2 separate regions of the Mus musculus genome follow, and region 1 is linked to region 2. A link is a contact called in public Hi-C data. All regions are on one chromosome and are shown on one strand. The core of a region is the stretch at or near the end of the contact, and the rest is flanking DNA. Distances in the headings are between cores, read along the strand shown.

Evidence for each region. Hi-C and Micro-C count contacts between places; a contact is called where the count stands out from the background.
Region 1: a Hi-C map of the N1E-115 cell line shows a contact between it and region 2, with 1.9 times the contacts expected there. The contact joins the enhancer-like site here to the promoter of Gucy1b1 in region 2. A contact is called at or near these places in 8 of 484 Hi-C or Micro-C datasets (CD4 T cells, the HL-1 cell line, the N1E-115 cell line and 5 more).

The regions. Positions count from the first base shown.
Region 1 is chr3:82,193,391-82,196,090 of GRCm38.p6, forward strand. The region is part of intron 2 of Gm29921 (a long non-coding RNA gene); the gene reads right to left. Among named protein-coding and RNA genes, the nearest start is that of Gm29921, 42 kb to the right of the region's middle. Within about 2 kb of position 1,366, at least 5 of the 459 cell types and tissues checked have an H3K27ac peak or open chromatin away from gene starts, as enhancers often do. A contact at or near this core is called in the N1E-115 cell line and cortical neurons, where this site is marked.
Region 2 is chr3:82,073,378-82,076,077 of GRCm38.p6, forward strand. It overlaps Gucy1b1 (guanylate cyclase 1, soluble, beta 1), which reads right to left and starts at 1,334. Exons shown (of 14, transcript NM_017469.4): 1 at 1,195-1,334; 2 at 621-694. The coding sequence starts at 1,197.

The sequences.
Region 1 (2,700 bases), core at 116-2,615, 120 kb after region 2:
TGATGAATGCTTTGTCCAAGTGGGGAATTAAAAGTGAAGGGAAAGATATAAGGAGGCTGAGAGGACAGCAGAAAAAAAAAAAAAAAAAAACAGAGAGGAAAGGAGGCCATATTCTGAAAAAGAAATCTAAAAAGCAGAACAAGGAAGCCATATTAGTAAACAGGGCAAGAAAAAGTGAACTTAGGTCTGGGCATCTTCCAGCAGTCCATGTGTCTAGCACTTGGTTACCTGGGCATGCTGTTATTGAGAAATGTTGATTATGGATCATTTAATAGGTAGGGTCTAATAAGAGGCCTACTTTTGGGGATCATGTTTTGGTAAGGCCCATCTAAGGTTCTGCTGATACTTTACTCAAACTGATGAAAAAAAATCCATAAAGTTTTAATTGGGAAGAGAAATTCTGATGTTGGACAAGGCCATGCCAAAATAACACAAAACAAACAAACAAATACATAGTGCTATGTTTGGCCTGCCATAGACCTGGAACAAATTCAAGGGATTAGTGACTGTGACCTAGATTGGTAGGAAAGCTGCCAGTAGATTTCTCCAATAATTCTATTTACTCTGTGGTCCTCTTTTGCTTAAAGGTACATGTGGGGAATGCTAGGCAGACAGAATGCTCTGTAATGTAATGCATCAATGGGAAACACACCATCTCCTTTACCTTGTCTTATTCATTAGACATAAGTAACAGGTCTGACTGACAGACAAAGAGAAGGGGTAGGACAAGGGATGGAAAACACAGAGTCTATCAAGTCCATCTGAATTAGTGTGTGTGATCATTATAGCTCCCTTGGCTCCCTTGTGATCTTGATAAGGAGAGTTCCATGATAAGGTTAGTGAAGCTTGGCCACTAAATGACCTTATCCATTTTCCTCTCTATTAGCTCCTGGGCATGACTTTGCTGAGATGGGTGCTATAGTAACACTTGTAAGCTTTGTCGTTAGGCATATAAAAACACACACCTTCTCAGTTCTGTTCCACAGAAATTGGCAGAGCCAGGCACTCTTCCCTTCCGGCTGCAGATGATCATGATAATAGTGCAGGCCTGCATTATTACAGAGGCCTGCACTTGTCATTAAAAGCTGGCAAGGTCCAAAGCAACCAACTCTGTTGTCTCCACTCTCTAGGTATGGGTTCATTTTATCTGAAGCATGAACATACTTCATATTCAAAACCACTGTTTCTTCTCATACGCAATGTGAGATTTGAAAATAACTCTCAAGTGATTGTGCAAGGTTTCCTCAGGGCTTCAGTGAACAGGGACCAGTCAGGTGACTCAGAACTGAGAAGGGAATACACGACATTCCAGCACATTAAATGCCATGTACGTAAATAGTATGTGCAGACAACAGGGAGAAAATGCTTACTTAAGGAAGGCCTGCCCCATAAAACCAGCTAGCCATTCATTCTAGAAAGCTAAGCAAACAGGCATGGAATGGTGATAAAAGAAACGAGATTTAAAAATATGATCACTCCAAGAACATAGGGCCAATGACTGAAGTTTATCTTTCAGTATTATAGCAATCTCCGAGTAAACAAAGAAAGAAAGGCAATCACTGGGAGTTTCTATTCAGGACAGGCTAGTACTGCCATGGTCTGAATGCTCATTATCTCAGGCCATTATTTCTGGACCAACTGTGCTCAGCCATTCTGCTGCCTACTAGATCTCTGCTGCTAAGATGACAATTCTGGGACCATTGTCTTAAGATGGCCATCAAGGGGCTTCTGTTCTAAGGATCAAAGGCAATTGTGACAAACACTTGGAAAAGCTCAGACACAAGGAAAGAGTCAAAAACATGATGGAATGAGTAATGACTGGGTGACTGGGTGTCCTTGTTGTACAGACACAGCTATATACGTCATAGCTTATACATATGTAGATATATACTTAAATATGCTTGACTGAATGTTAATCTGTAAGCTCCTTTGTTCTCTCTTCACTTGTTGGCAATCAGATTTCATATTGGAGTTAATTTGATTTAATGTTGAAATATTTGTTCCTTGAAACTGAACCACTTGGCCCTAAGTCCTAATAGTGAAAATTCTTTATCCTCTCAGGCTTTGTTTTATATGTCGAAAGATTGCTGTGGTAAGCAAAGAAGCTAACACATATCAAATGGCACTACAACATCTGGCCACTATTAAAGATACTATACTATTCATTATTTTTGTCTGAATACTGTTCCATTTTTATTAAAGTGTCATAATCTGAATAACAAATCTCGAAATATTATACACATGTGAACACGTCTGTTTTAATTCTTACAAAACGTACTAGACTCTTTCAGAATATATATTTAAGTCCAGCACATTAACTACTTGAAGTGCTTTAATATTAGAAAAGAAAACCTGTAAATGAAATTCATTTGCTCTCAATTGAAAAGAGTTATTAATTTTAAGGATAAAGTCATAAAATTATTTGAATACATGGATATATAATTTGTCACCTTAACGTTTTAGTGGTATCAAACTTTCAAGAGTAAATACAAAAGAAAATATTACCAAGAGGTATCTGCACAGGTATGAATGAACAATCTACCGAGTCTTTATTCATAAAGGATTGAAGAACATGAGGCCAGGCACTATCTGGAAGTGAACGTAGACAAACACATCTCCTTTTCTGAAAGCCTTCTCCTAATTCATAATCATATGTACTCCCCACAAATTACATTACTGTAATTTTCCTAATTCATAATC
Region 2 (2,700 bases), core at 84-2,583:
GGCCTTAAAATCTCAGATAAGTCTATTTTCTCGTCTTATCTGAGTACCAGACTCAAAGCTCTACAGAAACTAGGATGCCCTGCTAGGGTTGCCAGAAGAAAACACAGCAAAGCAAGGGTGATTTGGGCAAGTTAAAGGGAAAATGTCCCTTTATTACATATCGGTTTCTCATGACTTACTGGAGAAATAATCTTTGAGTGTACTATACCATAACCAAATGATTTAACCATATTACGTGTTCCTGGTGTGCAAATCGCAAAAGAAAGCGAATCTTCTGTTCATTTCCTGCCTCTGATCCTAAGACCTTGCAGAGGCCCAGGAAGCCCCCAGGTCCCCTTGCATGGGAGCTAGCCAACCCTCTGAACCTGGCCTGGGAGTCACAGTGCTCTGCCTGTCTGGGTGTTCCCACGCTCAGTCCGGGTGAAGAGGCCGCAGCGACCCCAAGGGGCTTGATCACGCGGCCACGCCCCGGCCTACCCTCCTCTCCTGGTCCCGGCTTCGGAGCGTGGGAGAGGAGACCGGAGGATGCGCACCACGACCCTGCTGGGAGCAGCCAGGGAAGCGGGCGGGCGCGGGCTCGGTGCCAACGCGCGGCCCTGGGAGCGGGGCTGTTCACTTACTTGATGTCTTCCCACACCTCGGGACCATAATTGCGGATCACCAGCAGCTCCAGGGCATGGTTCACGAAACCGTACTGAAGGGCAGAGAGAGAGACCGTGGTCAAGGACCCGCGCCTTGCAACCCGGTCTTCCACCCGGTGCCTCTGACCTGTCATTCGCCTTCAGGATAAGCTTTCGGGTACCCTATTCTAAAAGGGGGGACTCTGCGGGATCTTTGAATTCTCGTCGTCCCTTTCCCCTCCCCCATCTTCTTACCCCTGCTCACCTGTCACCGTGGTGCAACAGGGGTAGCTCAGGAACCTGAGCCCTGAGCTTCCCACACCACCCTGCCCGTGGAACCCAGAATCCCCAGAAGTTGGAGGCTGGGGTTGAGTGGTGGGGACCCAACCAGACCCAGAGACTCGGAGCACTCCAGCAGATCATATGTCCCCACCTCCCACCAAAAGCGCTGTTCCTCGCGGCCCTCCGCTCTGTGTGCCCTGGGGCTTGTTTCTGCATCTCAGCCAGCTCTCTAGCCAGTCAAGGTCCACCCGCTCAGGTGTGATGTTCCGCTGACCATCCTGACAGCACTCACCATGGTGTCCGCGCCCGGAGCCTAGGAAGCAGCTTCCAGGCAAGAGTACCGCGGAAGGGACCCAGACAGCGACTACAGCGGCGACAGTGCTCCCAGACCAGCACAGAGCTGAAGCTAGGGCATCAGTCTCGGCCAACTCTGATTGCCACCTCTTCTCAGCCAATGACGAGTGGAGCCGCAGGAGGCTGGGCGCTGTTTCTTCCCATATCTTAGCCAATCAGTGACAGAGGAGGGAATTCAGATGGGCTCAGAGCTACTGTGCTCAAACATTTTCCCGCCCCAGTCTGGTGACAAGTCATTTCTTTTGAGGCCTTAAGGCAGATAGAACAGAACCAGCTGTGCTCCTTCCAGCATGGATGGGGTATTGTCATTGTCATCCTCGTACATCTGTTCTAATGTCCTAGAGCTTGGGCGTGTGTGTGTGTGTGTGTGTGTGTGTGTGTGTGTGTGTGTGTGCGCGCGCGCGCGCCCAGTGTTGATTAACATCGTCATGTTTTTTGTAGTTATGCACATAAACATTTCCTCTGTTGCTTTACCTAGCAACAGCTGGCAAACATAGCTAATCCTACAAAATTAACATTTTTACTTTTAGTCAATTAAGTTAATAATCAAGTGCACAAACTAAGATGTTTTGTAATATACAAGAGGTTTAGCAACTGCATTAGACTTTTTGCCATTGAGACAAAATACCTGACATTAACCAGCAGAATTCATGTTTTTGCCTGTGGTTTTTAGAGATCCATCGTTTTTTGTTTTTGTTTTCGCTTTTTTTTTTGTCTCCGTTGCTTTGGGGCGTGTGGAACAGCCCAACTCCATGGTGGCTGAGAGAATGGCCGAGGCTGTTTAGTTCATTACAGAGACACACAGGTGGGCCCAGTAGAGGCTTACAGTTCCCAAGGACACCCACAGTGGTCTACTTACAAACTCCAAAAAGGCTTCCAGAAGTTTCCAAACTGGTATTTCCCAGCTGGGGAATATGCTCTCAAGTACCTTCTCGGAGGATAGATACTTCATGTATCTTCTTGGAGGATAGATACTTCATGTGCAAACATAATTGTGAGCAAAACGTTAAGCCATCTTGTCTGTGAACTTTACAGGACAGGCCATATTACAACCCAGGAGTTAGAATTCCAGAAGTTTTAGATTTGTCTTGTATTTCTGTTTTGTCTGTTTGTCTGTCTGTCCATCAGTCCACCCACCCACCCACCCATCCATCCATCCATCCATCCATCCATCCAAGGGCCCATTACAAATGTGTGAACATTTCATCCCTCTCCAGTATGTCTTTCTCCCTCCCTCCCTCCTTCCCTCCTTCCCTTTCTCCTTCCCTCTTTCTTTCTTTCTTTCTTTCTTTCTTTCTTTCTTTCTTTCTTTCTTTCTTTCTCTCTTCCTTCCTTCCTCCCCCTCTCTCTCTTTCTCTCTTCCTTCCTCTCTCTCTCTCTCTCTCTCTCTCTCTCTCTCTCTCTCTCTCTCTCCTCTTTCTTACTTTCAAGCTGTCCCTTCTGT